2 separate regions of the Sus scrofa genome follow, and region 2 is linked to region 1. Evidence: chromatin contacts called from public Hi-C data. All regions are on one chromosome and are shown on one strand. Each heading gives the region's core, a stretch centred on a gene start, on an enhancer-like site or on the middle of the called end of the contact. The rest is flanking DNA. Distances are from core to core; before and after follow the strand shown. Region 1 holds the start of SMARCAL1 (SWI/SNF-related matrix-associated actin-dependent regulator of chromatin subfamily A-like protein 1). Region 2 holds the start of RPL37A (60S ribosomal protein L37a).

Evidence for each region. Hi-C and Micro-C count contacts between places; a contact is called where the count stands out from the background.
Region 2: a contact with region 1 is called in a Hi-C map of skeletal muscle, with 6 times the contacts expected there. The contact joins the promoter of RPL37A here to the promoter of SMARCAL1 in region 1. A contact is called at or near these places in 1 of 5 promoter capture datasets (liver), 6 of 47 Hi-C or Micro-C datasets (alveolar macrophages, embryonic fibroblasts, liver and 1 more) and 1 of 2 datasets of contacts at active chromatin or transcription factors (alveolar macrophages).

Annotation. Positions count from the first base shown.
Region 1 is chr15:118,626,148-118,629,612 of Sscrofa11.1, forward strand. SMARCAL1 (SWI/SNF-related matrix-associated actin-dependent regulator of chromatin subfamily A-like protein 1) reads left to right here and starts at 1,587. Exons shown (of 21, transcript XM_021076244.1): 1 at 1,587-1,673; 2 at 2,581-2,617; 3 at 3,033-3,465. The coding sequence starts at 3,091.
Region 2 is chr15:118,700,316-118,703,780 of Sscrofa11.1, forward strand. It overlaps RPL37A (60S ribosomal protein L37a), which reads left to right and starts at 1,883. Exons shown (of 4, transcript XM_021076246.1): 1 at 1,883-2,043; 2 at 2,373-2,501; 3 at 3,077-3,159. The coding sequence starts at 2,041.

The DNA of each region.
Region 1 (3,465 bases), core at 337-2,836:
AAAAAAAGCCAGGAGTTCCTGCTGTGGTGCAACAGGATCAGCAGAGTTTACGAGCACTGATAGGTAAGGATTTTTTTAATAGATCAAAATATACCCATTGCTGTGCTTTGTTTTTCCTAATAGTATGTCTTGGCTGTTTTTCCAAATCCTTAAGTAGAGCTCTACCTCTTTGTTTAAAAACAAAGTGAGTTAAAAACAAAGACAATCATGTTTAAAAACAGATAGCAACACTCACGTGTACCCTGATGATAGGAAATATTATATATTTAAAATTTTTTATTATAATTGATTTACAATACTCTGTCAATTCCTGCTGTACAGCAAAGTGACCCAGTTATATATACATATATTATAAAAAGGATATATATATGTGTGTGTGTAGATATATATAGATATATATATTCTTTTTCTCACATTATCCTCTATCATGTGCCATCACAGGTGACTGAATAGAGTTCCCTGTACTACACAGCAGGATCTCATTGCTTATCCACTCCAAATGTGATAGTTGCATCTACTAACCCCAAACTTCCAGTCCATCCCATTCCCTCCCCCTCCCCAGGGAAATATTATATTTACCACCAATATTTAATAGTGAGTTGATTATGGAATGGAGAGGTGCTGGTGCTCAGAAACGGGGTAGACTGGTTCTGAGAGTGTCAGCCTAATACTTTTCTCTCAAGAGTATGGGCTTCGGAATCAGAAACACAAATAGCCTAACAAGGCTTTGAAAAAGTTAACTGCTCAGGTTTCCTTTCTGTAAAAGAGGATTTGAATAGTGCGTGTTCCATCAGGTTGCAGTGAGGATTAAATGAGATGATTCACATTAGATGTTCAGCACAATGGCTGATGATGGCAATGATGATGACGATATGACAATGACGACAATGTTAATTCTCTTTTTGTCCAGGAAGGTCAGGTCAGGATTGGAACAGCGGGTGGAGCTTAAACTGCAAGGTTATCAGTATCAGGAATGGATGCCCCAAGAAATATATTTTTTAAGAGCTACCAAATCCATCTGCCCGCCTGGGAAGCCCTTTGGAGACAACTCTGACATAGACACTCCAGTTTGGATACCTCAACAACCCAGGCTTTCAGAATCCGGGTACTTGCTAAAACTTTTGAGGGAGCCGAGGACTACACTTCCCAGGGTGCATCATTTCCCCCCCTCCCGCCCACGACGTTGCGTCTCGCCAGGCTCCAGGTTTAAACTACGAATCCCTGCAGCACAGCTCGGGTTTCCCGTCTCATGACTCACTCTTTGAAGCGTAAGTGGGGGCCGCCTTGCCCCCTGGGAAGTGTAGTTCCTCGGTGAGCGACTCCATCACCCCGACCACCTCCCAGGCCCGATTGCTGAAATAAGGCGAGCGAACTCGCAGCGCTCGAGAACCCGCGCCTAACAGTCCACTCGGAAGAGAGGCTCGGGAGGGCTCTGGAGACGCACCTAGCTTCGGGGTCGGCCGCGAATGTGGTTCGCATTATAGGCCTCACCGGGTGAGACGGTTAAACTGGGAGGTAGGTGGCGGAGGCGGACGAGACCAAATGCTTCCCTGCAGCAGGGAGTGGGCCGACCGGAAGGGTGAATCCAAGTGAAGGTGATAAGAGTGGCAGTGGCGTCCCCCCAGACCGGGTGGAACACAGGTCCCAGCAAAAAGAAGAGGGGCGTCCATGCGGTGGGATGGCTTTATGGTTTAGGGCTGATCAAGGGACTTCATCATCCCATGGCCTCGCCTCCCCTGGCTAGTGGAGGCAGCGCACCGGGCCTTGGACCTGGAGCATTTGGGGGCGCCGAAGCGCCCTGCTTGTAAAGTTAGGCAGGAATGTTTTACCCCGGGAGCCTGAGAACTTCAGCCGGGCCAGGGACAAAGCCTTTCCCTAACCGCTTGTTAATTGCTGGTGGTTGGAGGAAGTGGAAGGTGTCGGGATTTGGGGGTTCTGGTCAAAGAGGGTCCTAGCAGAAAGGAAACCTTTTTACCCCAGGCTCCTCTCAGGGCTCCTCCTCCCCCATGTCACTGTTGTAAACATTATGTGGCGTTACATTGAATGGAGACTGTTTCTTCTGAACCAAGCCAGAGAAATTTGGTGTCCAGCGCTCTGGGTCTAGAAATATTGCAGAAGTGGCTCAGCTCATGGAAAAATGACCTAAGAAAATTAATTGGAAAAAAAAAATCAGGGTACAAAACAGAACATATGTAATGATCATATTTTGTAGTAAATTCATCTACCTCCCAAATACATGGCGTGTAACTATGGCTATGAATAGAAAAAATTCAGAATTATACTATAAACTATGAACAGTGATTATTGATAGATGGTGAGATTGCAAATTAGTTTTACTCTATTCTTTACATCTTTTTGTAACATTCGAATTTGTACAATGAGAATATATTTTTTTTCCTTCTTATTTTTCCAAAAGAGTTACTCAATTGCTCCATGGCAGTGAGTTTTAGACAGCAGGCACTAAAGCTTGCACTTGACTAGTTGCAGGCTGATTTGCCAGGAATGGTATAAGGATTGAATTTGAGGGTTGAATTTTAGGGTACAGTCTCTGTGATGCTAATGCTTTTTTCCTTCTTCCAGGTTGGCAAGAGGCTATTTTAGCAAGCATCACGCCATGGTATGTGGTTGTTTTGGTCTATGTCTGTCCAATCCAATATCCTTTCTAGTTTGAAATGTCACCTTTCTCATTATTTGATGGATTTAGGTTGCATTGCATAACTTTCTTGGGATCCGATAACTCATGTTGACTAGTGGATGAGAGGGAGAAAAATATTGCTGTTGAACTACCTTTTCAGCTTTGGATTTGATGACCTTGCTTTTTGCCTTTTTGTCAGGATCATGGGTTTTGGCATATGCTATATACTGTCCGTGTGTGTGTGTGTGTGTGTGTGTGTATGTTTAATTATAAAAGAAACTTTAATATTTCCTTTGGTTGTACTCCTTGTACATTTCGTGCGACAAAAGCTTGTTAAAATCGAGGTAACAAATAAATACATTTAATGTTTATTTCATTACTGTTTTTCCTTCCTCAGGTTTTGCCAAGTTTCTGATAGAAAATTGACATTCCTGTGCCAGCATTTCCCTGTTAAAATGTCCTTGCCTCTTACAGAGGAGCAGAGGAAAAAAATTGAGGAGAATCGGCAAAAGGCTCTGGCCCGTAGAGCTGAGAAATTAGCAGGACAGCATCAGAACACAGGCTCTGGCTCCTCCATTGCTGCCACATCTTCCCAGTCCAAGCAGGGCCCTTTCCAAAACCTCCCCCAGGATCCTTCTAAGTCAGGGAGCCATGGTATCATTTTCAAGCAACAGAATCCCCTGAGTTCAACTAATGGTGACCAGAGACCTCAAAATTCCCCCAGTTTTCAACTCAGTACCTCCGAACAGGCAAAGGGGACATGGAAGAAGGAAGAAGAGGTGCCCACAGCCTGCCTGAGCCACCGCCTACCAAGTCAAATGACTGTCGCT
Region 2 (3,465 bases), core at 633-3,132, 74 kb after region 1:
AATTCTCTGAGCTTCCTCTCCTCCGGCCTTACCACCTTCTAAGGAAAGGCAGCAAAACTTTCTTTTTTCTTTTGCTCTTTTTGCCCACAGCCTGTGGAATTTCCCAGGCCAGAGATCAAATATGAGCCATAGCAGCAACCTCAGCCACTGCAGTGACAATATCAGATCCTTAACCCACTGTACCACAAGGGAACTCCCAGCAAAACTTTCGAGAAAGTGTTCTACATGTTTCCAGGCTATTTGCTGAACATACCTTTCACTTCCTGACCTTAACTGGTAACCTGGCCCTTCTCTGCTGCTCCTTTTGAGAGAGTTGGAAGGATAGGTAAGAGATGTGGTTAAAGATTGAGATGTTGGGGTTTAAGGTTTCAGGCAGGGATCTGACAGCCCAGGATGGGGCTGTGGGCGAAACTGTCGCCTACCAGATCAGTAAAGGATGTTACAGCCATCAAGCCATCAATCACGGAGTTACCCTCAGCTGTGCATCCAGGGGGGATTCAGGATGGAGAAAAATGGGATGCTGGCCTTAGATAGTTAAGATGCATATCAAAGGAATAATTTTTTTGTTTTTCCATTTTGGGCTGCACCCGAGGCATATGGAGGTTCCCAGGCTAGGGGTTGAATCCAAGCTGTAGCCGTTGGCCTATGCCACAGCCACAGCCACAGCAACGTGGGATCCAAGCCATGTCTGCAACCTGTGTCTGAGACCACAGCTCACAGCAATGCTGGATCCTTAACCCAGTAAGTAAGGCCAGGGATCAAACCTTCGTCCTCATGGATCCTAGTTGGGTTCATTAACCACTGAGCCATGAAAGGAACTTCTCAAAAGAATAATTTTAATAAGCCCAGACTCTTGCATTTTCCCACACATAGAAAAGCGCTAAATTCATTAACCTGACATGTCTTTTTCTTTAACGACCAGTAATTTTTTTTTTTTTTTCATCTTTTGGCTGCCCTGCAGCATATGGAGTTCTCAGGCCAGGTATCAGATCCAAGCCACAGTTGTGACCTATGTTGGGGCTGTGGCAAAACCAGCTCCTTTAACCCACTGTGCTGGGTGGGGGATTGAACCTCTGTCCTGGCACTTCAGAGACACCACCCGATCCCACTGTGCCACAGTGGGAACTTCAACAGTAATATTTTGATGTTCCTACCATTTAGTTTTTGTCGCCAAAATTCCTATAAATCCTGGCTCCTCCTTTATTTCTTGGGAGGAGTCCCTCAGAAATATCTGAGAAGCTGTCTTTCCCACATAAGTCCTCAGAAAGTCCACCAAGTAGAAGATGATTCTCATCTCTTAGGTTGTGCGTACTTCCACCCTCCCATCAGGGCCATGGGATGGATTCTGAAATAGAGCGGCAGGCAAACAGAACTGAGACGGAGGGAGAAGCTGCCAGACGAACCTCGACCGTGACTATTCCTCTCCAGCTTTCTCGTCTCAGCCTTTCTCAGGGAGCCCCAGGCTCTTCCTAGGATAGATGGGACCATCTTCCTTCCTTCAGAGCTCTGATTTCTTTGAAATTATAACTTGTTAAAGAGGTCATATGGCTTCCCCTGGCCGGACTATAACATGTAAGAGTGGAGCTTTGGTTTTTCGCCACCGCTATCCTGGCTTCCTGCACAGGGCTTGCCGCTTTCAGAATGCATTATACAGAAAGCGACGAAATTTGGAGTCGTAAAAGTTAAGCACTTTTCTAAGCCAAGTGCCTGTGAGCAAGTCACTTAAAATATGAAGTGTCTGTAAAATGGAGGAAATCATACTTGGTTTTGCAGAACTTGGTGAGATACGTGTAAAATAATGCCGATGGGAGAAAGTGCCTCTGCTATCCAGTCCGTTGCTGCAATCTGTGAATCAGGGTAAACCTGTCAGAAAGAAGGTCGGCCACATTACCCAGAAGGCACCGGGTGGGAGGAGACCTCCGAACCATAGAGTTCAGTTCCTAGCTGGGCCTCCCAGCCGCCGCTTCCGCTCGTCCGCCTAAAACTGCGCCTGCGCACAACCCTTCTTCCTCTCTGGGCTCGGACCGGGTTTGCGGCAAAATGGTGAGTGTTGGTCCCTGTGAGGCCTAGGTGTCTATCTGCGTGCATCTGCCTTTTTCTTGGTTTCTTCGCGCCGACCCGCCTCTGCTCGCCTGTTCGGTCCTGTGTCCCCGGCCTCCGTGCCTTCGCCGCTCCTCAGACGGAGACTGGGGCGGCTTGGCGAAGGCTGGCGCGTCCGGGCTGGGTTAACCCAGTGCCCTCGGACCTTGGTTTTACCAGGATGTGATGGGCGAGCGGGGAGCAGGCGGGGGCTGGGTGGGTGGAAGGATGGTGTGTGGAGGGTCAGAGTCCTTGTTGCTGGGTTTTTCCCTAACTTTTTTTTTTTTTAACAGGCCAAACGCACCAAGAAGGTTGGAATCGTGGGCAAATACGGGACCCGTTATGGTGCTTCCCTCAGGAAAATGGTGAAGAAAATTGAAATCAGTCAGCACGCCAAGTACACTTGCTCCTTCTGTGGCAAAGTAAGATGGGCTGTGGGCCGGGAAGCGGGGGGCGCGGCGAAGAGGGAGGGAGGGAAGGTTTCCTTCCGGAGTGAGGCTTCTTGAAGGAAGTTTATAGATGGTTTGCTGGTTCTCAGAATTGCACATAATTGGTAACCAGTTGCAAGACGAGAGTATTGTTGATAACTCTGGATTTTGTAAAAACCTTTTTTTCCTGTGACGACAAGTGGGAACTAAAGGGTAAACAGTTGACAGTCCCAGCTTAAGCCAAACCAGTTTTGTGGAACACAGTTCTGTCTGTTTTGTCTACCAGTGTCGGGTAGAGATCTTTGTTTAATGTTTGTATGTTTATTGTGTGCAAAAAATACTGTATTCCGGCAATTCTTGTGTTTTTTTTGGGGGGGGGAGTTGCAGATCTTCCACATCCCTGAAAATATCACCACAGTTTATGCAAATTTTGCAGCAGAAAACTTGAAGTTAGGGGAAAAAAATGGTAAAATACACCAGCTTTAATTCTAGTGTAATTTAGATTCTTAGATTTTTGTGATATAAAAGGCTGTTCTTTGGTCAGAGGGAAAATTGGTTGTCTTTTACAGACCAAGATGAAGAGACGAGCTGTGGGCATCTGGCACTGTGGTTCCTGCATGAAAACGGTAGCTGGTGGTGCCTGGACCTACAAGTGAGTCTTATTTCTTTGTCGTAACTGAAAGTGCGTGGACCATGTCACAATTCCAGGTTTGATGTTGAATGGGCTAGTTTAAACTCTTATTAAACAAAAGAATGCTTTTAAAGTGTGATCACATTACTTTAGAATTTTACATTCATTCATTAGGGTCATCAAGGAATGTTGTACAGGTCTGTTGGGCTGACTGCTGAACACTTAAGGCAGGCTGTTTCTTGTCATATATGTATGGAGGCCATCTGGGCTACCACACCTTTGCCCTTTTAAACAATGTGGTTGGACTTTCTCAGTTTTGTGGCTCTG